Regions from separate parts of the Mus musculus genome. Here regions 1, 3, 4, 5, 6 and 7 are each linked to region 2. The links are chromatin contacts, called in public Hi-C and promoter capture Hi-C maps. All regions are on one chromosome and are shown on one strand. The core of a region is the stretch at or near the end of the contact, and the rest is flanking DNA. Distances in the headings are between cores, read along the strand shown.

Region 1 (3,420 bases), core at 170-2,669, 2.7 Mb before region 2:
AGAGCAGTCGGGTGCTCTTACCCACTGAGCCATCTCACCAGCCCTCTGCAACTGAAGTTACAGACACTTGGGAACCATCATATGTGTTGTGTCTGCAAGAGCGCAAGGGTTCTCAATCACTAAGCCATCTCACCAGCCTCTCAATTGTCACGTTCCTAAAACTAACGTCCCAACGCTGGGAATGTTGACGGATGCCTGTAATAACAGCGCTCTGGAAAGAAACAAGAGGATCGATGAGGATCTTTCAACATCCCCAGCACCTATTACAGAGACATCCTGGCTGATATACCTTGCCCCCCACTATCCCAAACTCTGTAGCCCAGGCCTGGGCTTCCCATCTCCCAGCTTCTGTGATTCCTGTATAACCCAGTCATTTTGGGCACAAGGTCCTTTTGTTACCTCTTGCCCGCTGCACTTGGCCTCTTGGCTTCTAGCCTGTCCTACACCCCACCCCCTCCCCTCACATGGCCCCATTTAGTCCGGCAGTCATGGCCACCCTGGTTACTTTCAGACGCCCCTGCCAGTGCTCTCTCTTAGATCTCAATCCCTTGGGAGCAGTCATGTCCTCCTTTTTTTTTTTTTTTTTTCCATTCATCTTGAATTTGCAGTCTGCATGCTTCAGTCTCCTGAAGACCGGATGAGGCCTGGCACAAACACAAGAAAATGTTAGAGCAGTGGTTCTCAACCTCCCTAAAGCTGCGACCCATTAATACAGTTCCTCATGTTGTGGTGATCCACAAGCTATATAATTATTTTCGGTACTACTTTATAACTGTAATTTTGCTACTGTTAGGAATCCTAATGTAAATATCTGTGTTTTCTGATGGTCTTAGGTGGTCCCTGTGAAAGGTCATTTGACCCCCAAGGGGGGGGGGGATCTCGACCAACAGGTTGAGAACCACTGTGATAGAAGAAAGCATAATTATCTTTCCAGTCTTAGAGGTCTTGGCTTCATCTCCAGTTTGCAAAACAAAACCTAAGGCCAATACCAACGACTAGACCAATATACACAACGGCTAGAAGGGACAGTGGGAGAAAGCAGAGGCAGCGGGAACTCCAAGGAGCCTGAGCAACCTTTCCCTGGGTAGATGTGGGACTGCACCTTTGGAGAATGTATTTTACTGAGTTCCCTGATCATGCCTACACCCTCGCTGGGGTGAGAATATGCTTATCTCACATATTAAGCATGTGATAATGTGATGATGGTGTTCTCAGCCCTGGTAGGGCAACGACACAACCCCCAGCCCAGTGAGCTAGGTTTGGGGTGGGGATTTGGGGGCAGAGGGCAGCGGAATCTCCTAGCCCTTCCAGCTGGTCCAAGATCACACCCAGAGGCCTCCACCCATCACAGCCCCGAGCACGCTTGCGCACTCCGCTGCGTTGGCCCAGTCTTTCCCACCATGGACTACATTTCCCACAGGCCTCTGCGCAGCATCCTTCCGGCTGCTTAGCGCCGGTCCGCTCTGAGAGGTGAGTTGGTCCCTTGCACTGAGGAAATTGTCGCGGGGGCAGCGTAGGTTTGTCTTTAGTTGGCTTGAGAGACTTGGAGTCGGTGACGCTGAGTGGACACCGCGTACCCCGTTGCATCCTCCGTCTTCCCGCTGCAGAGCCCAGAGGCCCAGCATGGCTCTGAGTTCTGTGTGTGAACCTCAGAGTGAGGGCCCTCCGTACAAAAAGACAGCGCAGCTGCCACCGCAGGGCTGCTTTGTACGCGCTCCCTCCCCGCCAGGCAGCCCCGGTGGCCGTCGCCTGTCAAACCTGCCCCTCCGGTGGCGGCCAGTGTCCTCTCCATCCGCGGCGCTCCATTTCCAGTAGGTTATGTGTGTGGAAGGGCTGGTCGCGAGGGGTGTGTCCCCAGGCTACCAAGCCCGCACCTTCCCGGTTTGACCTTTTCCCCAGACTTGTTCATTTTAGGGAAGGCGAGGGAATAAAAGCAGGAAACGATTGTTGTTGCATACATAGAGACCCAACATTACTGCGGAAAAAAAAATAGCCTAACTTTCTTCTTTCTCGTTGTCCTATGAAGTGTACTCCTTGTTTTTCCAGGCATGGGGACATTTACTCCTCATTACTGTGAAAGTGAAAATGAAGTTAGCTTGGAAAGAAGCAGCGGTTTGGTGTTATCTTGGTCAGGGTAGAGGAGACAGATTCATGCAGACTGATAGTAAGCATCACTCAGAGATTATGTCTCTGATTAAATGCGGGTCCAGGCCCTCTTTGTGTGGTTACAAATGTCTTTTGTATTTTTTCTTTTTTATGTGTGTGTGTGTGTGTGTGTGTGTGTGTGTATTTGTGTGTATACACATACCAGCAGAAGCCAGGAGAAGGTGTCTGATTCCCAGGAACTGGAGTTATAGACGGTCGTGAAACACCATGTGAGTACGGGGAATCACACTTGCATCCTCTGCTAGAGCAGCCACTGCTCCTAGCAGTACAGCTGTTTCCAGCCTCACAGGTTTTAAATTTTTAACATGTTCGTTTTTTACGTATGTGAGTGTTTCTGTCTGCTTTTCTTTCTGTGCACCACTGAGTGTGACTGCGCCTGAGGAGCCCTGAAGAGGGCATCGGATTCTCTGGAACTGGAGTTACAGCAGTCACGTAGGTGCTGAGAGTGTAACCCGCTGATCCATCTCTGCATTCCAGGCTGCAGCTTTCTTATCCACGAAGCCTGCTTTGCTAGTTCGTTTTTAATTACTGTGGAAGATTCCTTTGCTAAACCACGCTTCTTACCAGAATAGCACGTTTTGTTCTTGTTTTAAACAATTTGTACCTATACTGACCAGGAATTCACTGTAACCCATGTGATCTCAAATTTGTGGGTGATCCTCCTGCCTCAGCCTCCAGGCTGCAATGTGTGCCACTGTGCCCAGCCAGAATAACACTTAATCTTCAATCAATCTCTGTCTCTTTTAATCCCATTTTAGCAACAGCAGCCAGGTCTAAACCCCTAAATTACCAAGCTCTTCAAAGCCTTTTGCCCGGGGGCGGGGGTGGGGTGGGGTTGGGGGGCTGGCAGGGTACCTCACTGGTAGAGAGCTAGTCTAGCTTAGAGCAAGTGTGGGCTAGGCATGGGGAGCTTACAAAAGGGCCTTTTCACTTGTATCTCACCCATCACATTCTAGTTGCTCCTGCGCCCTTCCCATCCTCAGCGCATCAATCAAGATTTGGTAGGTAGCAGGACATCGACTTTTGCTCCAGTCCTGCTCCAAAAAAATCTCAAGCTTTCACAGTCAACGTGACCTCTTAACCTGGTGCTTTGGCCTTCTGCCTCTGTGAGGTTGGATTCTTCATGATTCCTCCTTTCTAGGAGTTAACTCGCACCAGGATCGAAAGGTGTTCAGTTTCTCTTGAGAGCTGCGTTTTTCCGATTGTGTTGAGATGGTCTACAAGTAAACCGTAAAGAGAAGCTAGCCATCCTTA
Region 2 (3,424 bases), core at 172-2,671:
AGGCTGTGGCTAACTCCGTGGCAGAACACGCCGAGATCGCCCGATGGGGTCAGACACTACCTACCACATCATCCACAGATGAGGGCAACCCCAAGCGTGAGGGCGGGGAGCGTAGGGCCAGCGGGCGCCGGAAGTGATTCCAGGTACCCTTTCCCCCACCTTGGAGTCTGACAAGTCTCCTTGCCCCTCCTCTCTGCACTGTGGACACAAAGACAACTTCTCATCCGCAAGGGCCGGAATGACTGCGGATGTGCCACTGTGGGCCTGAAATAGAAGGGACTTCTGCACTCCAAGAGGTGGTGGTAGGGGATTGCTGTCCCTATAGCCATATCTCGGTCCCTTCCCGCTCGCCAACCCCACCCCAGGTGCTGGGGCTCCATTCTTTTTATGCAATAACTGAGCTTGGTGGGGCCGGGCAGGGAGCCAGTTGAGCCAAGCTCCCTGCCCAATCGTCAGATCCTGCCCCAAGAAGCTGGAGTGGCGAGGGATCTAGGAGGTGGTGATTTGTTGGCCTCCTCTCCGCCCTAAGGATGGACAACGGGGGCGCTGGTGAGGTCCCCTGGACCATCCAGGGTGCTAGGGGGTGGGGAGGGGACACACTCCCTCCCTGCCTTTACCTCACTTCCAATGCTGCCTTGATCTGTCTGGGAAGAGGGAGGACAGGGGCCCTTAGCCCCTGTACTCCGCCATCTCAGAGCCATGCGGTTAATTCCTGACTTAGTTTATTTTTGCAAAAACGTAGACCCCCCCTCCTTCCCCCCGCCCCGCATCCGCGAAGGCTTTTAATAGGAGGGGAGTCAAAGTTCAAAACTGTCTTCCTCTCTCCTCCCCGATTCTAGCTGTAAATGCCACTTCCCGAGGGGGAGGGGGTGGGAAAGCCCTCCCCCTGCATGCTTCTGGCTGGAGCACCTCCCTGGGACGGAGGGAATCAGGGTTACAGGCAACCCCCGTGGCTGCTTGGAGACGCTGCCAAGGCAGGGGGTGCGGGGCGGTGTGGCAGGCGCACACTGTATGTACCTATAATAAACCCTTTGGCTTTGACAGTCTTCGCTGGTTTGTTCGTGTATCCGAGACAGGATTGGAGGGTGGGCCGGTGTGGGGACGAGGTCGAGAAGGCAGTCTCCTAGACTCTACAAATACCTAAGCCTTGGTATAGGCTCATTTCAAGATCTGCGCACGTACTCCTCAACGAATCGCCTACATTCGTTATGTATTATACCAAAATAAGGGAACCTAGAAAAGGGGGGGGGGAGTTACTAAATCACTCCAAAGGATCCCCAAGTGCGCCCCGTCGAAACCAGGAAAGACCGGCCCTCTTTAAAGAGTCAGAGACCGTAATTGCGTTGAGCGAGCTCTCTGTCCAATCGCCGGTGGATCCTGGAGTCTCTAGGCCAATGAGCAAGAGGAAGAGGCGGGGTCTATGCACACCCGGAAGTGGGTGCGAGCCGGCCGGCTTGCGGGGGGGTGGGGCTATGGCCGTCGCGACGACTGCAGTGGAGGGGGTCCCGAGTCGGGGAGCACCCGGGGAAGTGATTCATCTGAACGTAGGGGGCAAGCGGTGAGTGTGGGAGATCCTCGAGGCCCCATCCTACGGGACCGAGGCGGGATGCCCGCCTCTTCTGGGGGTGGGGGTGGTAGTCCCTGTCCATCAAGAATTGCTCCGCCTCAAGCTGGAGGCTTGGCGCTTGAATAAAAAAGAAAGAAAGAAAGAAAGAAATGCCAAAGGAGAATGCATGAATCTCAGTGGAGGAGGCAGCGTCCTCACCTCTTCTTCTCTTTCCTCTCCTTACCCCATCGCCCAGGTTCAGTACCTCTCGCCAGACGCTTACCTGGATCCCAGACTCCTTCTTTTCCAGGTGATTAGGAGAGTCTGGGGCGAGGGTAGGAGGGAATGAAAGAAGAGGGTGTGGGGAGACCCATTTCTACAATACTCACCTCTGCAACTCGGCCCATGTCTCCTCCTCGGTTTCCCCTTCCTGTAGTCTTTTGAGCGGACGCATCTCAACCCTGAAAGATGAGACCGGAGCTGTGAGTAGGGCTAGATCAAAAAACGGGACTCCGGGTGGGATGGGGGACAGGAGCTCCTACTTATTCCAGGTCTTTTCCATGACCCCCACCTCCATCCCCACCCCACCATGCAGATCTTCATCGACCGGGACCCCACCGTCTTTGCCCCCATCCTTAATTTCCTGCGGACCAAAGAGTTAGATCCCAGGTTGGTATGGGTAAATGGGTGAATTCTGCCACTGTATAAAATCTCTCCTCGAAAAGTAAATGTGTTCCATTCTATTAGAATTATTGATCATGTTATATTCCTTCCATTAAAATATGCCCACACATTTGCACCATTCTTCATCCTTGTTATCTAGATTTTAAAGAAAGTATGTATTTGTTTGTTGGCTTGAGATAAGGCCTTGCTCTGTAGCCCTGGCTGTCTAGAACTCCATCCAGATCAGGCCAGTCTTTATCTCCCATGTCTTGGATTGGCAGGTGTACCCCACCCTCAACCTCCCTAGAATTTTACGCCGGTTGAAACTAGCCAGGCTTCGGTAGTCTCTGGGCAGTTTCAATACCTTTCTCCTTGCAATGTGCTGTTCATGCCTATGCCCTAGATTTTTACACCCAAATCTCCCCTATTACCCAGGGGTGTCCATGGTTCCAGCCTCCTCCATGAAGCCCAATTCTACGGACTCACTCCACTGGGTAAGTGAGAGTCCCGTGCCGTGCCCCACCCCCACCCCAACCCCGCCCCCAGTCAGCACCCTCAGTTATTTCCTGAGCAGAATGCCTCTCCTCTTTGACTCTCCCAGTCAAAAAGACTGTTGGGTTAGAGCTAAGAGCACCGGATTTGGGTCTGGCTCTGAAGGGGTCGGGGTTGCGGGGGAGGGGATAGTTACGTGGAAAGACAGATGAGGAAGGGGACAAGGGTCTGCTTTAGTTTCCCTCAAGATGAAGTTTTGAGTCCTTCCCTTGCAGTTCGTCGCCTGCAGGTGAGGGAAGAGTTGGATCGATCTTCCTGCGGAAATGTCCTCTTCAATGGTTATCTACCTCCTCCAGGTGAGCACTCCCAATTGATGCTAGGGAGAGGGAGATTGGCTTAAAGACTACATTTCCCATAAAGCTTCAACCCTTAGGTGTTTGGAGCCCTGAGGTGCACTGGGAGTTGTAGTTCTTTATCAGATGCTTGGAAAGGAAATAGGAAGCAGCATTTTTCCTTGAAGCTGTGCAACAGCCAGTTCTCTTTAGAGTTCAGAAGCATGCACGGGAGCTTGATGGGAGTTGTAGTCTGAGTTTTCTTAAGTTTCACCCCATTCTTCAGAAAAATAAATAAATAAATAAATTTAAACTTTATCATGCTAGCTTCATTGGATGCTACTTTTTGAGGGTGGAGGTTCTATGATACGGAGTCTCTCTCATAGCCCTG
Region 3 (3,838 bases), core at 290-2,789, 2.1 Mb after region 2:
TGCGCCGCCACTGCCTTGCTGGTTCTGTTTTGTAGAGACAGTCTATGTACAAAGGCTGGCCTTGACCTCACTCAGTATGTACACGGGGACGTCTGGTTCTCAGCCTTGTTTCTTCTGCCTCCCAAGTGCCATCGGCCACTTTCCTTACCTCTTTACTTGTGCTCATGCCAGGAGCATGGAGACTTTAGCTGGTAGCCCTGGCATACAGGCTGCTCATGTACTGCTCCCAGAGGGCAGGGATCTTAGCCTCTTCACCACCGAGGTGTTTCCAGTGCCAAGAAAGGTGCCCAGCACACAGTAAATACACAGACTCATTCAGTGACGAGTTAAGGCTCCCTATAGACGATGTCCTGGGACCTTAACCATCTCTGTGCACACTACATGTCTACCCATTTTATGCATTTCCATGATACATAGCCCAGTACAAGGCCCTGTTATTAGTTGATGACCAATAAACCATTTGCAGATAAATGACTTGCTAAATGCTCAGGAACCAAACTTTCCTTATCTACCAATTCCAAATACCCCATTAAGTGCGCTCTGTTTTGAAGCATCTCATCTTGTAACCCTGGCCTATCTGGAACTCACTATGTAGGGCAGACTGGCCTCAAACTCACAGAAATCTACCAGCTTCTCCCTCCCCAGTGCTGACATTGAAAGCGGGTGCCACTACACCTGCCTGGCTCCTCATTAAGTCCGAACCAGTCCATAAAGGATTTTCTTAGAAACAATCAAATGGGCTGGGGGTGGGGGAGGTTAGCATTCTGCCTTAGTTACAGCCTCACTGCCAAGACAGAACTCCCCTGGCTTGGATCAGAGCATGCTACATGGCTTGTAGCAGGTAAGGAGCGGATGCCCAAACTTTACAAAGTATGGATGAGCTCATACACAGAAAAACATGGTGCACAGGACCCAATCCTATGTGCTCTCTGAATTTCATCCAACTCAATCCTTCCAAAACTCACTTAACTTGCACACAATCCTAATAACACTGTCCTTCTAGAAAGTAGCACAGGTATCCCGAAATGGACACTTTTCCGCCTGCATTCTTTTCCCTCCCAGTCCTACACCGTGTCAGGGGGTAGGTGGAATTCAGCTAATACCTCTGTATACGGAAAGGAGATCTAAGCACCTACACCAGGGGCCTGAAAGTTCAACTTTCCCGCTACACTGCTTTTTTCCCTCCTACCAGATTCCTCTTCTCTGCAGCGTGAGAGCCCCCTGCAGGGGTGGGGTGTGCAAGCGAGCTCAAGCTGAGGCCAGCACAAGCAGGGGATCCAACGACGCCTCTAGGGCACACAGGAAGGAGCTGTCGATCATCCCGCGCTGCTCCAGCCCCAAGCGCAGGCCCCAAGGCTCTCCGACCCTGAGCGTACCCTTCCCTCTTCCTCCACTCTCTCCTTACACCCAGCGCTCTCTTCCCCGCCCGCCCTGCGGCGCCCTCACCCATCTCTCTTACCTCCAAGCAGCCCCTGCCGCTCTTGACACAGACCCTCCACTCCAGTAGTGTAGGACCCTTCACTATCCACGCCTCCCATTGGGCGGTGCTCTCAGGAGAGGCAGCCAATCAGAGCTGGTAGCGCAGGGCACGCGCCCTCGCGCCTGCGTGTTGGGAGTCAGGCGGGGCTCCGCGAGTTTCTCCACGCAGACACCAGTGCCCTGGAGGCGGTGTCCGGGACCAGGAGAGGCGCCTGCGCAGTTCTCCGGGGCCGCTCCTTTCCTGCTGTTTGAAAATTCAGCGGAGAAAAGTGTGCATCCTTATAGAGCGAGGTCGCACAAATGAACGTGGCGGTGCGAGACTTTGACAGGTGTTATCTCGTAGCAGAAGAGACTGAGCGTTTCTGACAGCGTAACTAAAAAGCCAGACACACTTGTACTTTTCCTGCGCCGCCTCAGTTTTTGCTTACGTGCAAAGTGGACTGGAATCGCATCTCCTGAAAGGTTGTTGAAGGCATTGAATTTTGTCATACACATAAAAATGTTCGGCTCGGGGCCTGATACACCGTAGTACTCACTATAGCCCACCCATCATAGAAGCTTTACCGTTTATAAATAGCTTTCCCCTTCCTCCCATTCTTTGTCTGATTCAATGATATTCACACAGAGAGCCCATACCGTGGACTCCACTGCCATCCGTTTCACAGGTGGAAAAGCTAAGGCCCAGAAAAGGGAAACAAACAGCCAGCATTGAGCCAGAGCCTCCCGCCCCTTAGGGAGACAATTCCGGGGGTGGAAACCAGTCCTAGAAGAGACCTGTCTTAGGCACGTGCTGGCCCTGACCTTGAGTCACCTAAGTGGGGGAGGAGGAGCGACCGTCACGCTCAAGGCCTCGTGTAGGGGACATGAAGACACCCTAGCCTCCACTTCTGTGACAGGATTGCTCTCATAGGTGCAGGTTAGGAGGGGCATCTGGGTGGCTCCAAGACTCAAGAGGGCTCAGAAGCGATTGTACAAAGGCTGTTCTAACCGTGGGTGTGGTGTCTATGATAGGAGGTGCTGATGGACGTCTTCGGAATGTGCTGCACACAGGGGGTGGCAAGGTCTATTGAGATTTGGGAAGAGGTATCATTCTGCTGCTTGCGACTGGAGAATTTATAAATTGGGGCTGGGGAGCTGTATGAGCAAGAATTTCCATGTAGGATCTGAGACAGCAGAGTTGAGTTGTAGGTTTCTGGTTGCCACCAGAATGGGGCATACTGTATTACAAGTCCTGATTATGAGCCTTGAGCGCTCCAGGGAGTCGGGACCCTCGTGACTGGTTTACTTTGCGCTGACAGCTGTTGGCACTGGTCATGTGGGTGTCTAGGACGTGATCAGGAGGAAGAGGTAGTCTGTGGGATGAGTAATTCCACCAGGTCGTGTCATAGGATTCAGGGGACACACACCGAGCCTGAAACCACCATCAAGAGCAAGACACAGCGAGGTTTTGCTCTTGCGCAAGCGCAGCAAGGGAGAGTCCGGACGCTTGGGTTAGGGGCGGATCTGGAGTCCTGGAAGGGGTGGAGCTTGAGGTCTGATTCTGCGCTTGCGCTGTAGGGGCGTGGCGGTCGCACCTGCGCGAGTTGGGCGAAAGAGGAGGAGCGAGGTGACGCAGGCGTAATAATAGAGAAGGTGCCAGAAAGATCCAAAACAAGTGGCTGCGGCCGTCGCCCAGAAGTCATCGGACGCTGGAATCTGGTGAGGATAAGAGAGGCCTAAAGGTGACTGGTGAAGGGTAGCTGGAACCACTTGGGTGCTCGGGTGAGGGCAGGATCGATCGCCCTTTCAGGGAGGGGGGGTCGGATTCAGACAGTACCACCTGTGTGGCGCTCAGGGTTGTCTTGGTCGGTCCCACTTGCAGGGGGCCGAGGGTCACTTTTGAAAGGTATCACTTGAGTGGGATGTTGGAGCTAGCAGGAAGGTACTAGTGGACAGAACCCGAGGGCTATGACCGGACATTTGCCATCCGAAGTCACCGGGCAGTGGACAAGGTGCCCTGCAATGGGCCATGTAGCTCATTCGAGCTGGTCGTCTAGGTCAGTCGGTGGCAAGTTCGAAACGTACTACTCAGAAAAGGGCATCTGGGCTTGGTCCTCCCGACAGTGATGTGGACCGGTGGGGTCTAGCGTTCGACCTGTTACTATGGGATCTCGGGCGATACCATTCCTGTCCGTGGGAGGGAGAGAGGTTGAGACCGTTGAGGGTGTGGGGGGCGACTCTGCCCGGAGACACCTTGCGGGGCCCACGCTCTGGCCTCTGTGGGCTTTGAGCCACTGTGTCGCTGACCACGACCTCCTCCCCGCCGTGTGGGTTCTAGGCCCTGGTTCTGAGCTTGTTCCGCACCCCTCCCCTGGGAATG
Region 4 (3,781 bases), core at 296-2,795, 2.6 Mb before region 2:
TGTAGCCTATGTTGTCCAATACTGGAATCTGTTCTTATCTCACTGGGGGTCTCTTAGGACAGAAAATTGGAGTCACTTGGGCAGTCAGAGGCACACCAAATCTACAAACCCACAGCTGCTGTCAGTCACCCACCATGGAACCACATATATCCTCACAAGCACACCCTACCCAAATGACAGCACAACAATGTATGGTTGGATAGTCACAGTCACACATCCATCCTGAGGATGAAATCACAACCACATTTATAGAACCCTTAAATACAACACCACATAAAACCACAGTGCTACAAACGGGCACAACAGGAGACTCACGGCGGAGTCACACAACAGTTATAATCACTTCCAGTTGCCCTCATGAAATTTTACACAATCAATACACAATACACATTCAACAGAACATAACAGCCCCTAAGACACACATACTGTCAGCTTGACAATTACATGCCATCTTCCAATTGTAGTGAGAATTCTGGAATTTTGGTTTCATTAAAAACCACAGGAATAATAAAAAAAAATTGAAAAAAAAACCCACAGAAATATTCTGAGAGTATGTCTCTGCTTTAATTCCAGGTGCGTGTGGGGTGCGTGTGGGAATATGGGGCTACCTCAAAGCAGCTCATTTACCTGTGCTCTAGCATAGGTATGGGTTTGCCAGTGGCAGATAGTTTCTGCAACTGTGTGGCATTTGAAATTTTGAGGACTTTTCAGAGGATACATAAATGCTAGGGTCCAGACAAGCAGGATTGGATTGGTGGTTGTTCAGGGAGTATGGTAAGGTTTGTTAGCAGTCATGATCAAAGAAGAAACAAATTAGAGTCAAGGATCTCTCTCTCTTTTTCTCTCTCTCCCCCATCTATTTTTCTTTCGCTCCTATCTAGCAGGAGGGTGGTGTTGTGTGTGTGTGTGTGGGGGGGGGGGGGGGGTATAAAGGGTCGGTGAATAAAGGAACCCACAAAGTAACAAAGATCAGCTACATCCAACCATGCTCATGGTATCACATAAAGTTACATAATCACACTCAAACATCCTCACAGTCACAGGTACCCAATACACATAGTATACAAACATACAGACAGTCCCCCTCTGATTAACACTCTTGGAAGCATAATTACTGGCTATCTGATATATCCCTCATACACAGGTGCTATACCGTTACACACAATAGGTCCAAACACATTGGGACACAATCACACACACTGCCACAAAGTTATTAATCACATATAATAAAGAAAACGTGCATACGTACACACACAGCTCTGCGCATGTTCACAGGTCATTGACACACCCACCAAAGAATCCTAAAAATCACAGCCACGCACTCACTGCGTCCTAGAGTCACTTAAGGTCACACTTAAACAGAGCCAAAGCCTCACTGCTGCTCATCCTGCTAGACCAGCTCCCACTGACCTGACATCTCAGATACTGACTGGTATTTCCCTTCAGACCCCAGGGCCGCAGCTTTGGAGCCTTAACAAGGGCCTATAGGCCGCTCGCCGTACACTTTCCCGTCCCCGGACGACGAGGGTCCCGCAGGCAAAAGAAGGGGCTGCCTAGCACTCGCGAACGCTTCTGGGAAATGTAGTCCGCGATTGGAACTGGCGGGGAAGATGGCATCCATTCTCGGATTTCCCGCCAGAGCACGGCCTGAGGCAGGCCGAGGAGCTCGTTCCGCATTTTCAATTTTGTGCGTGAAATTCCTAGACAGATATACAAACTCGGACAGAAACTCTTACAATGCATTGAGCCCCTTCCATGATAGGGGGCCAATCTCAGAGAATCACTGTATGTTTTTGGAGTAGGTTTGCACCGGAAGTTGTGTAGAGTCGCGTGTATTTCTGGGAAATGTAGTCTAAAAAAGGAACTGCGTGGCACTGGTCTCCTGGAACAAAGTTGTTGAAATGATTTCTGAGATACCACACCCTGAGTCTGGACATTTCTGGGCCTTGTAACTCACTGTAGGAATTTTCAGGATGACGACAGATTCTCCGTTTTACCCTTTTCTGTTGGCGAGGCTCAGCATAGGATTTATATGATCCATTTAGGTGGCATATAAAAAAAAAGAATGAATATTAGTTATTAAAATCTATCAGATTTAGGAAGAATTGTAAACGAGTGGTTGTTCCCGAATAGGTATAGGGTTCTGTTATAACGTAGTGAAAAAAATTCTCTTCGAATTTTTATTTATTTTGAGTCTGGGTCTCACTCTAGGCGGACTTGCAAGTCACTATGCAGACTTGGTTTGCACTAAACTCACGTAGATCAGTCTGTCTCTGTCTCACAAATGCTTGGACCAAAGGCAAGCTTCATCATACACTGGGTACACCGTTTTACTTTGGTGTTTATGGGACTCATTTCTATATAAATATTTCCTTTCTTAGCTGCACAATATTCTATTTTATGAGTTATGTGTATGAGTTTGTATATCTAGTCACACGTTTGTGGTTGTTACAGTAATCTCTAAATTAGTTGATTTTAATAAAGGAAATAGAAGCGTTTGTTTACAATTCTTCTCGCTCTCTCTCTGTCTTTTGAGACAGAGTGTAGCCCTTGGCTGTCCTGGAACTCACTCTGTGGACCAGGCTGGCCTCGAACTCAGAAATCTCTGCCTGCCTCTACCTCCCTAGTGCTGGGATTAAAGGAGTGTGCCACCATCGCTGGCTTGTTTTTCCTGTATTTGCCTGTAAAGGTCAGAAAGGGATGTTACATCACCTAGGGTTACAGACAGATTTGTGAGCTGGGAACAGAACTCCGGTCCTAGGCAGAGCAGTATAAGCAAGCATTGTTTGTTTGTTTGGTTTGGTTTTTTGAGACAGGGTTTCTCTTTATAGCCCTGGGTGTCCTAGAACTCACTTTGTAGACCAGGCTGGCCTCGAACTCAGAAATCCACCTGTCTCTGCCTCCCGAGTGTTGGGATTAAAGGCGTGCACCAGCACGCCCGGCCCTATTTCAGCTTGTAATGTCAGTCTTTTGAGCTTAATTAGATATTTAGAGGGTGAGCCATGGTATTAAATTAAGGCTTCATTTACACACTAAGGAGATTGCTATCCATTAATTATATTTTAATTTTACGTGCTTTTAATCACATGTTGGTGCCATCACGCCTAGCATTAAACTATTCTTTTTCTTACAGCTGCCTACTAGTTTACTTGAGGTGGTTAGAGTGGAGAATAACGGAAACGGATGGGCTTCACCCATGCATTCTTCTCTGTCCTTCCGACACCCTGACGTGAAGGGAGCTTCACGGCGGTATCTTCCAAGGGATTTATCCCAGATTCTACTTTATCTCCCAATGTGGTTTGTCTTGTTAAAGATTTTGACACTCTTCCAGTTGCTTCTGATACTGGTCTGATGCTCTTGGAGTTGCTGGTTTTTTTCTACCTTTTTCATGAATGGTTTTTTTTTTTTTTTTTACAAAGTGGATTGTACCACTTTGATTTGTCCCCTCATTTCCACATGGTTTCTCCCACAAGCCCTCTCAATTTTTTTTTTTTCTCCTCTGAATCCCCTGCACCGCATGGTTTCTTCCACAGAGAGCAGGTTATTCAGAGTGGCAACTAGGTTTCTCAGTGTTACAGAACTCATGACCCCGTGTCCAGAAGAACCTCCTCTTATCGGATGATGCTCGGACGTGGGCCACAGTGCTTGGGTCTACGTTCTTTATCTCATTCCGTGTAATCTGGCTGGATAGCTATTCCTCTGCTGTACGGAATGCGTAAATTTGAAAGATGGCGGCCTACGCGGCATCTCTGGGCACGACTATGTTAATCGATCCTCCTAA
Region 5 (3,482 bases), core at 908-3,407, 2.5 Mb after region 2:
CCCTTTTCAGTGTTATGACAAACGGCTACAATTTGGTAAGAGCCTGAGCTTTTTGATCAAACCAGACAGGAACCCATTAGACCCCAGAATGCTGGGGTCTTCCTGTAGCTCAGCCCAGCCCCCTCAGCATTGCCTTGGTCTCTCAAATTCTGGGAATACAAGCTCACACCAGCAGGTCTGGCCCCAAACTGCTTCTGCTCCAGAAGTGCTGGAATCAAAGGCAAAAGGCACCTGGCTCGATTCCATTTCTTGCTAACCCCATCCTGCTTGGGACACAGCTCAGTGTCTGGCGGGCCCTGGATATGGCAGCCTCCCCCCACAGCAGCTGTGGAAACTAGACAACCAACCCTGTCCACAGCAAGTACACCACTCTACCCAGAGAAACCCAACAGTCTTCCTCTCGCAACTCCACAGCCGCCCTAACCTACCACCTGAAGCACTGTCAACACCACTGCACGCTTGCTTCCAAGAGGGGGTGTGAGGTGCACACCTCAGCTAGGCCTCACCACCCTTCCCTACATCACCCTCCTTAAAAACGTGCTGGCAGGTGGAAGCACCGACCTTTTCCCACACTGTGGAATTGACCTTTTGGTTTTCAGAGGCTGTGTTGAGTCATGGTGGTCCCTGTGCCCATGCCAAAGCCTGAAACAAAGTGGATCCCGTGGACATTTAATATTAACTTATAAACTGCTTCACGGTCTTAAGCGAAGAGGAACTTACTTCCCACGACCAGGGGAATTCTCAGGCAGGGCCCCCCCCTAGCAAAGGCCTGGCCATGAACTGCAACCCTGGCACTACCCAGCAGAAAGAATCCTGCTCCCCTAAAGACTAGAGACAACAGGATGCACAAAGCACCCAGGCAGGATCCAGAGAGACCAGAGGGGCACCCCAAAGTTTTCTTTGGGCACCAGATCTGTAAGTTTCCTTTATAACAGGAGTGGCACTCCCGACCACTCAACCAAACAGGAGTTGACAGTTGTTCAAATCTAAATGCTATAACCGTGGACACAGAAAGCTGTTAAGACTCTCAAGTAAGCAAAATATGGACACTCATTTGCCCTCAGATTTCCTTTCTAGTTTAAAGCTACAGCTATTCAATAATGAGGTCTGTCTCCTGGTGTAGATGGGAGGGGAAGACAGGGTCCCTGCCTGGGGTCGCCCAGGTTCCCACTCCCAGCCAAAGCCTCAGTTCTTACCAGCTCGTGTGTAGAACCAGTTCTCATCATATGGGGCAAGCTCTTTATGTTTGGCCAGCTTGACTGTGTCCACCCATTCGGGGACTTTCAGCTTCCCGGACCTAGAACCAAGAGAATTGAGAAAAAGCACACTTCAAAAATTTCCAAAGATGACTTCAGATCTACTAACCTTTAGCAAGTTAACAAGGTTGGGGGAAAAAAAAAGCAAGAACGAACAGGTTAAAAAGGAAGCATGGTCACCGTAGGCCCAATTCAGAAAAGACCCCCAGCAAGTGGCCAGAGGGATTAATGACACATTGGGGTCACAGCGCACAGGGGTCAGGCCTCAGTTCCAACAAACACTTACTTTTTGAGGAAGGCTGCCAGAGCTCTGACGAACTCCTGCTGGTTAACGTCTTTTACAGTAACTCCGGGCATCTGAGGAAGGGACAAGCATGCCGAGGTCAGGCTTGGTGCAAACCCCTGACGTGGGTCCAGGTCAACACCAACCCTGCTCGTCGCCAGTCCACCCCAAAGCCTCAGCATCCACCCAGCCTCATGTCCCTGCAACTCGGCTCCTGCAGGTCCAACAGAGTTGCCGGGTGCACACGCCACGCGGATCGCAGCACCGCGGCGTGGTGACCGCGTGGGAGAGCCCTCCACACCCCGCTCCCTCAAGCCCACGTTCCGGGCGTCCCACTCACCCCTCCGCTGCCCACCTAACCCTCCGGGCTCCCGGATTGCGGCGATCAGGCATGTCCGGGCCTGCCGCTCGCACGTGGCCGCGGCTCCAGAGGGCGGAGCGACCCCGCGCCGGGCTTCCCGCGGTCCCGGCACGAGCTCTTGGGGCCAGAAAGCCCGGCCCCGTGGCCCCGCGCACAGCCGCGACCCAGAGCCCTCACTCACCGTGCGGCCTCCGCGCTGCCAGCCAGGGGAAAGGGAACGACGGGGTTTCCCGGGCGCACAAGTCGGGCGTCGAGTCTCGCGAGATTTCGGAGTGCTCGCGAGAGCGGCTAAACCAGAGGGCTCCGCCTTTCTGAGGGCGAATATGGCTTCATCTCCACCCAAAATGGGCGGGTCTGTAAGAGGAAGGGGTGGAGAAGCCAAGAGAAGGGACTCGGGAGGAGGATAAGGGATCTGGTTCCTCTTTCCGTTTCCTTGGGCGTGACCGGAGCGAGCTGGGGGAGTCGGCCTTCATTTGAGCCTTGTGTGTCTGGCGGGAACAAGGAGGCGGAAACTTTTGAGGGCGGAAGTGCGGGCGAAGTTGAGCGCGCACGAAAGGAAGGCGGGATTCAGCGCAAGACCCTGCTTCCTGGCCGGAAATGGGAATAGTTACGGGCGGAACCGTGACAGGCAATCCAGGGAAAAGGCACTATGACATGTGGCCACCACCACCTTTTGTGCTAGCATTAGCATTCGCGAGACCAAGAGATACACGGAAGCCCCACCCTTCTTTGGGCGGAAGTTGCTTCAGCTCCATTGACGCTCGCGGAGAGGAAAGAAGGCGTTGGGAGCGGGGAGGAGATTAGGGCGGGGACAAAGGGGTAGAGGCGGGCCCTTGGTGGAGGTTCAGCTCCGCCATCTAGTGCCGGAGTCTGGTTGTTCAGACCGTTAGTCTCCTCGTTTGCCTCTTCTGAGTCATCCAAGCTGACCTGTGCAACTTTATTATATCTGTACCTACCCACCCACCTACCTGCCTATCGTTTGTTGTTTTGAGACAGGATTATCATTAATTTATTTAGCCAAGACTGGCCTGGGACTTTTTATCTAAGGCTGGCTTTGAACTCATGATCCCCCAGCTTAATGCTACGGGAGTGTGTCACTACGCCAGGCTCTCAGTACCTCCCACTCCCACCCCGCAGCGCAGCGCATAAAATATTTGAGGTTGTGTTGCATCCAGACAAATATTATTTAAGATAGAAAAGAGAGGAGGGGCCGGGCGTGGTGGCGCACGCCTTTAATCCCAGCACTCAGGAGGCAGAGGCAGGCGGATTTCTGAGTTCGAGGCCAGCCTGGTCTACAGAGTGAGTTCCAGGACAGTCAGGGCTACACAGAGAAACCCTGTCTCGACCCCCCCCCCCCCAAAAAAAAAAAAGAAACGAGGGGCATTGTGATGGTTCGCTCACTAGGTAGAAGTTCTCCCATACGAGCCTGATTGACCTGATACGATTCTTTGAACCCATCACGGTATAAGAACTAACTACAGAGTTTTGTCCTCTGACTGCCACAGGTGCGTCTCAGAGAAGGGTGTATGTTCACATATCGCACCCTCTTTATACACATACTAAGACTTAAAATTAGAAAAAA
Region 6 (3,809 bases), core at 1,310-3,809, 2.4 Mb after region 2:
GTCTATGAGTGAGTGTGTCCCATGCCAACACACCAGAGCCAAACTGATTGTTATAGTTAGAGTTTCCATTGCTGTGAAGTGACACCATGACCGAGGCAACTCTTATAAGGACAACATCTAATTGGAGTTGGCTTACAGGTTTTGAGATTCAGTCCAGTATCATCACGGCAGGGAACATGGCAGCATGCAGGCAGACACGGTGCTAGGGAAGGAGCTGAGGGTTGTGTTTGCATCTTGATCTGACTGCATCCGGGAGAGATTATCTCCCATTGCCCACCCCCACACTATACACTTCCTCCAACAAGGCCACACCTCCTAATAGTGCCACCCTCTGGGCCAAGCATATGCATTCAAACCACCACACTGCTGCTGTGTGGTGCATATGCCTTTAAGCCCAGTTTCCCAGAGGTGGTGGCTGAAGGATAGGAGTTTGGAGGCCAGCTTGGGGCTACATAGTAAGACCCTAACACCACACACCCTGTGCCTCTGTGTGTGCATGTGTGCATGCCTGCATGCCTGCAAGTCCCCCTTTTCTCAAAACCATGATAAATAATATAAAGCTTTTAAAATAATCAAATGCTTGGGGGTGTGGCTCTGGTGCAGACTACTTGCCTACAAAAGCTCTGGGTTTGTTCTGAGCCCTGCATAAATAAGGTGACAAGATGCCTGTGATCCTTTCGTTGTTATTGTTTGTTTGTTTGTTTCTTTTTAAGACAAGGTTTCACTGTGTAGCCTTAGCTGTCCTGAAGCTCACTTTGTAGACCACACTGGTCGTGAACTCACAGAGATCCAACTGCTTCTGCCTCCTGAGTACTGGGATTAAAGACATGTGCCACCAACCCCTGGCCACATCTGTGATCCTACAGAATTCTTGGACTAGGAACAAAAATCAGAAGTTCAAGATCATACTATCCTTGCCTACAGAGCCATGGTAGAGAAAGAAAAAATAATAAAGCTGGCCATTTTCTAGCGGTGACCACCTGTAATCCCACCAGGTGGGAGGCAGAGAGGGGAGGATCAGCCATTCAGGGTTGGAGCACTTGGGGCTCTTTGTACTGTGACCTCTGGTGATCTCAGGACAAGACGATCCTGGGAGGGAGGAGTTGCATGGGCCAAGACCTCTCCTGGGACACCCACATACTCTGCTTCAATCACCTAGCACCAGGAAGGAGCATCCGCTTTGACAGAGGGACTCAGCACAGGACAGAAGTGGGGGAGGCCCCTTGAAGTCATGCAGCCGGCATTATGATCAAGGTCTCGAGTTCCTGTTAATATCTTCTGGCTTTTTCCCAGTGCCACTTGCTCTGGGAAGCACAGGAAAGAGCTCAGAGCCAAGTCCCATCTCCCACAGCCTTCTCGGATGTCTCCTACTACCTACTGACTCAAAACCCATCTAACGTGAGCCTCCTCCCTCAGGAACCTGAAAGTACCCCCTGCCTCATCACATCTCTACCTCAGGGTCCTCGCTTCCACTGTCCCAAAGGACTCCTTTCCCAGCTTCCAGACACCTATCCTAAAAATCCCAGTATTCAAATTTCTTACATTCTTTGAATTAGTTTGCCACTTTCTGCAACAGTGTTGCCTCTGGATCCCACTGCCTTCTCCACTGCCTTCTCCCGAAGCCCCGACTCCCACCAGGGCAGCAGAGACTTGAGGGTCATGAAATAGAAAGAATTTGCTTAGTCCTCTTAAAGAAACTGAATTGGTTCCCATAGCAGTCAAACCCAGCTGACTTTTGCCGCCAAACTGGTTTCCAAGGTTCTCTGTCTTTTCCAGTACTCTGGCCTTGTGGTGTCCCTCTTTAGTCTTTAGGCTAACTGTACATTTGCAGTCCTCCACTGATCTGAAGCAATGCTGGACCCCAAGTGGGAAACCCAGACACAATTTCCTGCTGAGTGGCCCATACTGAAATCCCAACCCGGAGGAGTTCCGTTCCCAGCACCCATGATTTCTAGACAGCTCATAATTGCCTGTAACTCCAGTTCCAGGAGCTCTAAAACCCTCTTCTGGTGGCACACACGCATAAACATATAAAAGTAAATCTTTTCTTTTAAAATGCAAACATTTATTTTTAAATCATGTGTATCTGAGTGTGGGTATGTGCACATGAGTATGTCTGATTGGCTAGAGCTGGAGTTTCGGGCAGTTGTGAAGCACTGGGTGTGGATGCTGGGAACCAAGCTATGATCCTTTGAAAGAGAAACAAGTAAGCCATCTCTCCTGTCTCACTTTCAAAGTAAATACTTTTAGGAAAGAAAAAGTAAATGAACTCTTTCCCAGACTTGCCCAGTTAGAATCAGAATATCTGAGTTTTCGAACAATGTTTTATTAAGCTCTCTCGAGCCAGAACGACAGCTCTGCACGGTCCACGGAAGTACGTTTCTGCCATTCGAACTCCCACAAAATCCTCTGTCCTGACAGTCCACCTGCTGTAGTCCACGCTGAGCCTCCTGAAACTACAATTCCCACAATGCCTAGAGGCTCCCGACGAGCTCTTAGCATACATCTCCCAAGATGTCTTGCGAGGCAAACCTGCCTCTTGACGCCACGATGACTACAACACCCACAATGCTTGGAGGAACAACTACCGCCCTCTAGAGCTCCCAACGACGCCACTTCCAAAGAGTCCCGGCTGGGGTGGGGCCGCCTAGGTGCTGCTGGGCTCCGGGCTATTTACAGCGGTTCTATCCACTGCAGTGCAGACATGGCGGCCCAGAAGGACCAGCAGAAGGATGCCGAAGGGGAAGGGCTGAGCGCCACGTGAGCAAGCAGGGTGTTACCCCCAGATCCGAGATGCAGGAGTCCCTCATCTCCTCAGAGGTCCTGGGAGGGACTCAGTCCTGTTGGCTCCCTCTCAGGACCCTTCCTCCTAGGGGTTCAAGGTCATGCTTGGGACCAGGTGTGCTAGAATCTGGGGTCCAGATTCTACCCTCTCCCTCCCTTCAGCTGCTCTGCTCTGCCCTGCCCATTAGGACCCTGCTGCCCAAGCTGATTCCATCCGGCGCAGGCCGAGAGTGGCTGGAGCGGCGCCGGGCGACCATCCGGCCCTGGGGCACCTTCGTGGACCAGCAACGTTTCTCGCGACCCCGCAATGTGGGAGAGCTTTGCCAGCGCCTGGTACGCAACGTGGAGTATTATCAAAGCAACTACGTGTTCGTGTTTCTCGGCCTCATCCTGTACTGCGTGTGAGTGCCTCTGCGGCCCCGCCCTCGATAGTCAGACCCCGCCCCCGGCTGCCAGGCCCCGCCCAGACCAGTTAGCCCACTTTGTCACTACAGGACCCGGTCAGTCTGTACTCCTGCATTCACCTGACCAGGATGTGGCCTTCGCTGGCCTAGAAGGACGTAACCTCAGTCTGTGTCCAAAGCTAGAGGGGCCTGGCTGACGCAGCCTCGGATACCTAACTCCTGTCTCCCACACTCTTCCAGGGTGACATCTCCCATGCTGCTGGTGGCTCTGGCTGTCTTCTTTGGCGCCTGTTACATTCTCTATCTGCGCACGTTGCAGTCTAAGCTTGTACTCTTTGGTAAGAAATCTCCTGCCCAAATGGCTCCTCGGGCCTTTCTGATCGTGGTCTCACGGAATGCAAACTTCCGAATAGTTGGGACCCAAGACGGCCCCCACCGAGCTGTCCACTAGAGTCACTTAACTTGGTCTTTAAGGGCTTAGACCCACCAGGTGCTCCCCTCCAGTCTCAGCTTCCCAAACCCAGAGAGACCCCAAAGCCCTGGCACCTCTGTCTCTTGTAAATGACTTAATCCAATTCCACTCAACCCCCCCCCCCCCCCCCCACGGAACGCATCAGCTGC
Region 7 (3,875 bases), core at 343-2,842, 2.7 Mb before region 2:
TGGGATTAAAGGTGTGTGCCACCATGCCCGGCTTAAAAATAAATTCTTTAATGGAAAAAAAAAAAAAGAAAATAAAGAAAAGAAAAAAGAAAAGAAAAACATGTTTTAAAAAGATGTGTGACAAGCTAGGCAAGGTGGCGCACACCTTTAATCCCAGCACTCAGGAGGCAGACGCAGTTGGAACATCCTAGTTTGGAGCAGCTTAATCTATAGAGCGAATTCCAAAACAGTTAGGGCCACACTGAGACTACCCTGACTCAGAAGGAAGGAAGGAAGGAAGGAAGGAAGGAAGGAAGGAAGGAAGGAAGGAAGGAAGGAGGGAGAAATGAAAGCAAAACGATGATGAGCCAGCTATAACAGCGCATGCCTTTAGTCCCAGCACTTGGGAAGCCTATCTCGAGAGTTCCAGGACAAGCAGGACTATGAACGCAGACCATTTTTTGTTGTTTGTCATGTTTTAAAGACTGACCAAAAACTACTCAGAAGAAAATCTGTATGTTAACAAAAGCTACTTGGTATGGATAAATCTGGACAAATTAGGAGTCTTAATTTGGAGCTGAAGGGATTGCTCAGTGGATAAGAACACTGGCTGTTCTTCCAAAGGACTCTAGTTCAACTCCCTGTACCCACATGCCAGCTCACAACTGTCTATAATTCCAGTTCCAGGGGATCCAATGTCTTCTTTTGGCCTCTGCAGGTTCCACGTACACATATATTCAGGCAACACACACACACACACACACACACACACACGAGCCCTGTCCTTTGACAAATCAGAGTGCTAAATTAAATAGCTTTCTTGACCTCTCTGTGCTAAAGGGGGGACAATTAATTACCTTACTGATTCAATCCCATCTGCAGCAGTGAAAAGTACATTCTAAGGGCTAGTCCGTAAATTTGGGACTACTCAAAACTAGCTCATCTGGTTTTTCCAAGTAGCAAGTTAATGCCTACAGATGTGTAGGCATCCAATAACGAGTTATTGGAAATCTTTGTTACAAAGAATATTTTTCAAAGGAACGTTGGTTTCATTTTTTTACTGTAGACTTGTTTTGATTTTTAAAAACCAGGTTTAAAACTACTCACTCAATTATCTTTTTCCCTTTCCTGTTTTCCAGAAGAAAAAAAAACACCTCGTTTTTATTTTTAAAATAAATGCGACATGTATTAGAAAACCACCCCTGTATTTTTACAAACTTGAAACCAGTTTCTCGCTCACTCGAAACAAACCAAAACACACCCTTACACGTATGCTCACCCCGCCCGCAAACCCACCCCGGTTTCTGATCTCCCCAGCCCCCATCCACCCAAGTTCTCAGCTCCACCATCACAGTAGGCGTTTTCGCCCCTTCAGGCATCCTCGCCCGGGCAGGTGGGTAAACCCTCCCCCACAGCTCCTTTGCCTTTACTCAGTCTGGGAAAATCCCGGTCCTACAGACCCCGAAATCAAACTCACCCAGACAAAGGCGACGATGGCGAGCCACGAAGCCTGCGCCTGCGCACTCCTTCAGTGAGCTAGCACTCCCAGAGGTCTCTGCCCACCAGGGCTCTGAACTAGAGGATCTTTTTCCATTCTAGTCTCTCTCTTTCGCTCTCTTTTTAACTGTGAACTACATTTCCCAGAAGTCTCAGGGGTTCTAGTTAATTTCCCCTCCACTCTCCCGAGAACTTTTCCCAGTGGATAAGTAGTAAAAGGTTGGAACTCAGATACTACCACTTTTACACTGTGTTACCGCAAAGGACAATGGTGTGCCAAGGTGTGTAATGAGTGCAGCTTAAACTCACAGAATAGGCTTTTCCTTGCCTCCAGGGCGAGATTCCCAGTAAGGCGCAATCCTCTGGGTTTTACGGGAGAGGACGCCATCTTGGCCACCGTGGCGCACTGCTGAACTACATTTCCCAGAAGGCATCTCAGGCTGATAGTTGGCAGCTCTGCAGAGAGTTGTATCAGACTCTGGTGTTAAGGAAGCGATTGCTACAGTATCACAAACTGAAGCCAGGCTGGAATTGAGACTGATAATTGGGTTCAGACTAAACAATCAGGAAAATGAACTATTGTGAAATTGTAATTTTTGTAGCCGTATGTCCTAGGGTTGTGACAGTGTGTAACAATGTGGAAAGCAGTATGCAGGTGAGTTGTGGGGTCCTGTGGGAGGTTTGTTAATGCGTTACCTGAGTGTTAGGTCCCAAAACTGGGGCAAATGGCTGAGATGCCTGTTAACATATCAAAGCAGCTGATGGCCTGGTGAAGGTGTTACAGCTCTAAAGGGAAAGCTATCCTACAGTTGGGAGCCAAGGAATACCACAAAGTCACACCCTACAGCAAACCTCGGGAGAGATGTATTAGGAAAGCCTCAAGAAGTTGGGTGCCTTTGCTTGGGAGAGAATCAACAAAGAACAGAACAGGAGGCAGGCATTATATAGGGTTTGGGGGGAAAGGAGGCGGGGCTTCCAGGGCGGCCTGGGATTCTTCCCCCCGCCCCCGCCCTTTTTTCCTCTATAGAGTGGATCTTGTCTGTATCTCAAGGGGCTGGAAACAGCCTTCTCAGTGGTAGAACAGTCTAGAAGGCTGGCCCTGAATACTCTTGCACATCAAGGGACTGGGCCAGGCCATTAGATTAGTATAGAGGTGGGGCCTGGCTACCTGTGCTTGTCCTGGGCTACCCTGCCTCCTACCCTGAAATCTCCCACCAGAGTTGGGCTGTCCCTTCCCCAGCTTCTCTTCCCTATATAATCTAGCCCGTTTGACCTCTTGTCCACCATGCTTGGTTTTCTGCTCTCCTGACCTCTAGGCTTCTGCCTCTCTCCTTATCAAACAGCCCAGTGTGAAACCAAAAAGGTGCCACCGTGAACTGTGAGCTAAATTCTTGATCCTGGAATATATGACTGTCCTTATGGCTTACCAATATGTCTTACCAGATACCTTCCCAGGTACCCTTTTACATGATACATTCCCACACCCACCCCACACACAGCCTTGAGCCCAGCCCCCCCTTCTGTCCAGATTTTTAACAGCCAGTTATAGCTACAGCTTTATTTATTTATTTATTTATTTATTTAATTGTATGTGAGTACATTGTTGCTCTCTTCAGACATACCGGAAGAGGACATCAGATCCCATTACAGATGGTTGTGAGTTGCTGGGAATTGAATTCAGGAATTCTGGAAGAGCAGTCGGTGCTCTTAACTGCTAAGCCATCTCTCCAGCTCTCTACACCTATTTTCTATCAACCCTAACCCTTCCCCATAAAAGGGACTCCAAGAGCCAATAAGAAGCAGCTCTCTGAAACCCTGACTTCAGGAGAGGCAGCCTACTTGCGGGCTTAGATTTTTTTTTTTTTCAAAACCTACTTTATTTAGGGTTCTTAAACACTTCAACTTCCCTTCTAATCCACCGACCAGAAGCAAGGGAGAAAGGTTAATAGGAAAAGGGAGTCACAGACCCATTTAGAAGTAGTTTCTCGGGGCAATCCCACTCTTCCTTGTCAGGATTCCAGCAGTCCAGGCCAATAGCAAACACCAAAAATGAATCAGTAGTGGCGGCAAGATCCAGCAGAAACTGCAACTGGCCCAAATCAGAGGGAGCAGCCAGGAGCAGCCGGAATACCACGAGAAGTTCTTTGGTGCATTTCTCTCGACAAAGTGAAGACCAGCGAAGCTTTGTACGGAATAGGAATGCAAGAGCATCCTCTCACTGTTTGTGGGGTTCCATTTATGTTCTTTCTAAACATTATGTGCCTTCTGAAGAGTCTGGTTTCAGCAAAACATCACGTGCCCTCTCATAAGGGAGCTTCCGGAAAAACATCACCTGGCACAATTGAGTCGTCAGAGAAACCAGAAAGTCCCACCTCACAGCAAACACTTTACCAACTCAG

What was found. Promoter capture Hi-C pulls out the DNA fragments that hold promoters and counts their contacts. A called contact is a pair of places that touch in the nucleus more often than the background predicts. Capture Hi-C pulls out chosen DNA fragments and counts their contacts.
Region 1: a promoter capture Hi-C map of liver shows a contact between it and region 2, with 3 times the contacts expected there. The contact joins the promoter of Zfp14 here to the promoter of Shkbp1 in region 2. A contact is called at or near these places in 2 of 39 promoter capture datasets (both in liver) and 1 of 484 Hi-C or Micro-C datasets (B cells).
Region 3: a promoter capture Hi-C map of hippocampal neurons shows a contact between it and region 2, with 3 times the contacts expected there. The contact joins the promoter of Zfp526 here to the promoter of Shkbp1 in region 2. A contact is called at or near these places in 11 of 39 promoter capture datasets (the 3T3-L1 cell line, the C10 cell line, cranial neural crest and 7 more).
Region 4: a contact with region 2 is called in a promoter capture Hi-C map of liver, with 5 times the contacts expected there. The contact joins the promoter of Zfp383 here to the promoter of Shkbp1 in region 2. A contact is called at or near these places in 2 of 39 promoter capture datasets (liver and pre-B cells) and 1 of 9 other capture datasets (adipose tissue).
Region 5: a promoter capture Hi-C map of adipose tissue shows a contact between it and region 2, with 2.3 times the contacts expected there. The contact joins the promoter of Rps19 here to the promoter of Shkbp1 in region 2. A contact is called at or near these places in 4 of 39 promoter capture datasets (the C10 cell line, cranial neural crest, liver and 1 more), 2 of 115 datasets of contacts at active chromatin or transcription factors (large pre-B cells and stem cell-derived neural progenitor cells) and 2 of 9 other capture datasets (adipose tissue and liver).
Region 6: a contact with region 2 is called in a promoter capture Hi-C map of liver, with 3 times the contacts expected there. The contact joins the promoter of Rabac1 here to the promoter of Shkbp1 in region 2. A contact is called at or near these places in 4 of 39 promoter capture datasets (cranial neural crest, hippocampal neurons, liver and 1 more) and 1 of 9 other capture datasets (liver).
Region 7: a contact with region 2 is called in a Hi-C map of B cells, with 5 read pairs. The contact joins the promoter of Zfp260 here to the promoter of Shkbp1 in region 2. A contact is called at or near these places in 1 of 39 promoter capture datasets (liver), 1 of 484 Hi-C or Micro-C datasets (B cells) and 2 of 9 other capture datasets (adipose tissue and liver).

The regions. Positions count from the first base shown.
Region 1 is chr7:30,049,395-30,052,814 of GRCm38.p6, reverse strand. It overlaps Zfp14 (zinc finger protein 14), which reads left to right and starts at 1,419. Exons shown (of 5, transcript NM_178733.5): 1 at 1,419-1,470.
Region 2 is chr7:27,354,005-27,357,428 of GRCm38.p6, reverse strand. It overlaps Shkbp1 (Sh3kbp1 binding protein 1), which reads left to right and starts at 1,421. Exons shown (of 18, transcript NM_138676.2): 1 at 1,421-1,558; 2 at 1,803-1,856; 3 at 1,983-2,028; 4 at 2,142-2,215; 5 at 2,645-2,703; 6 at 2,977-3,057. The coding sequence starts at 1,473. Sptbn4 (spectrin beta, non-erythrocytic 4) reads left to right here. Exons shown (of 36, transcript NM_032610.2): 36 at 1-1,046. The coding sequence ends at 137.
Region 3 is chr7:25,219,126-25,222,963 of GRCm38.p6, reverse strand. It overlaps Zfp526 (zinc finger protein 526), which reads right to left and starts at 1,539. Exons shown (of 3, transcript NM_175436.5): 1 at 1,460-1,539. It overlaps Dedd2 (death effector domain-containing DNA binding protein 2), which reads left to right and starts at 3,105. Exons shown (of 5, transcript NM_207677.3): 1 at 3,105-3,200; 2 at 3,797-3,838. The coding sequence starts at 3,836.
Region 4 is chr7:29,906,281-29,910,061 of GRCm38.p6, reverse strand. It overlaps Zfp383 (zinc finger protein 383), which reads right to left and starts at 1,545. Exons shown (of 5, transcript NM_001243908.1): 1 at 1,411-1,545. The coding sequence starts at 1,417. It overlaps Mir7668 (microRNA 7668), which reads right to left and starts at 3,553; the gene lies at 3,495-3,553. It also overlaps a transcript of Zfp27 not described here.
Region 5 is chr7:24,883,267-24,886,748 of GRCm38.p6, reverse strand. It overlaps Rps19 (ribosomal protein S19), which reads right to left and starts at 2,157. Exons shown (of 6, transcript NM_001360119.1): 1 at 2,082-2,157; 2 at 1,543-1,613; 3 at 1,197-1,297. The coding sequence starts at 1,613.
Region 6 is chr7:24,971,478-24,975,286 of GRCm38.p6, reverse strand. It overlaps Rabac1 (Rab acceptor 1 (prenylated)), which reads left to right and starts at 2,559. Exons shown (of 5, transcript NM_010261.2): 1 at 2,559-2,760; 2 at 2,973-3,185; 3 at 3,429-3,526. The coding sequence starts at 2,705.
Region 7 is chr7:30,092,793-30,096,667 of GRCm38.p6, reverse strand. Zfp260 (zinc finger protein 260) reads right to left here and starts at 1,592. Exons shown (of 3, transcript NM_011981.4): 1 at 1,457-1,592.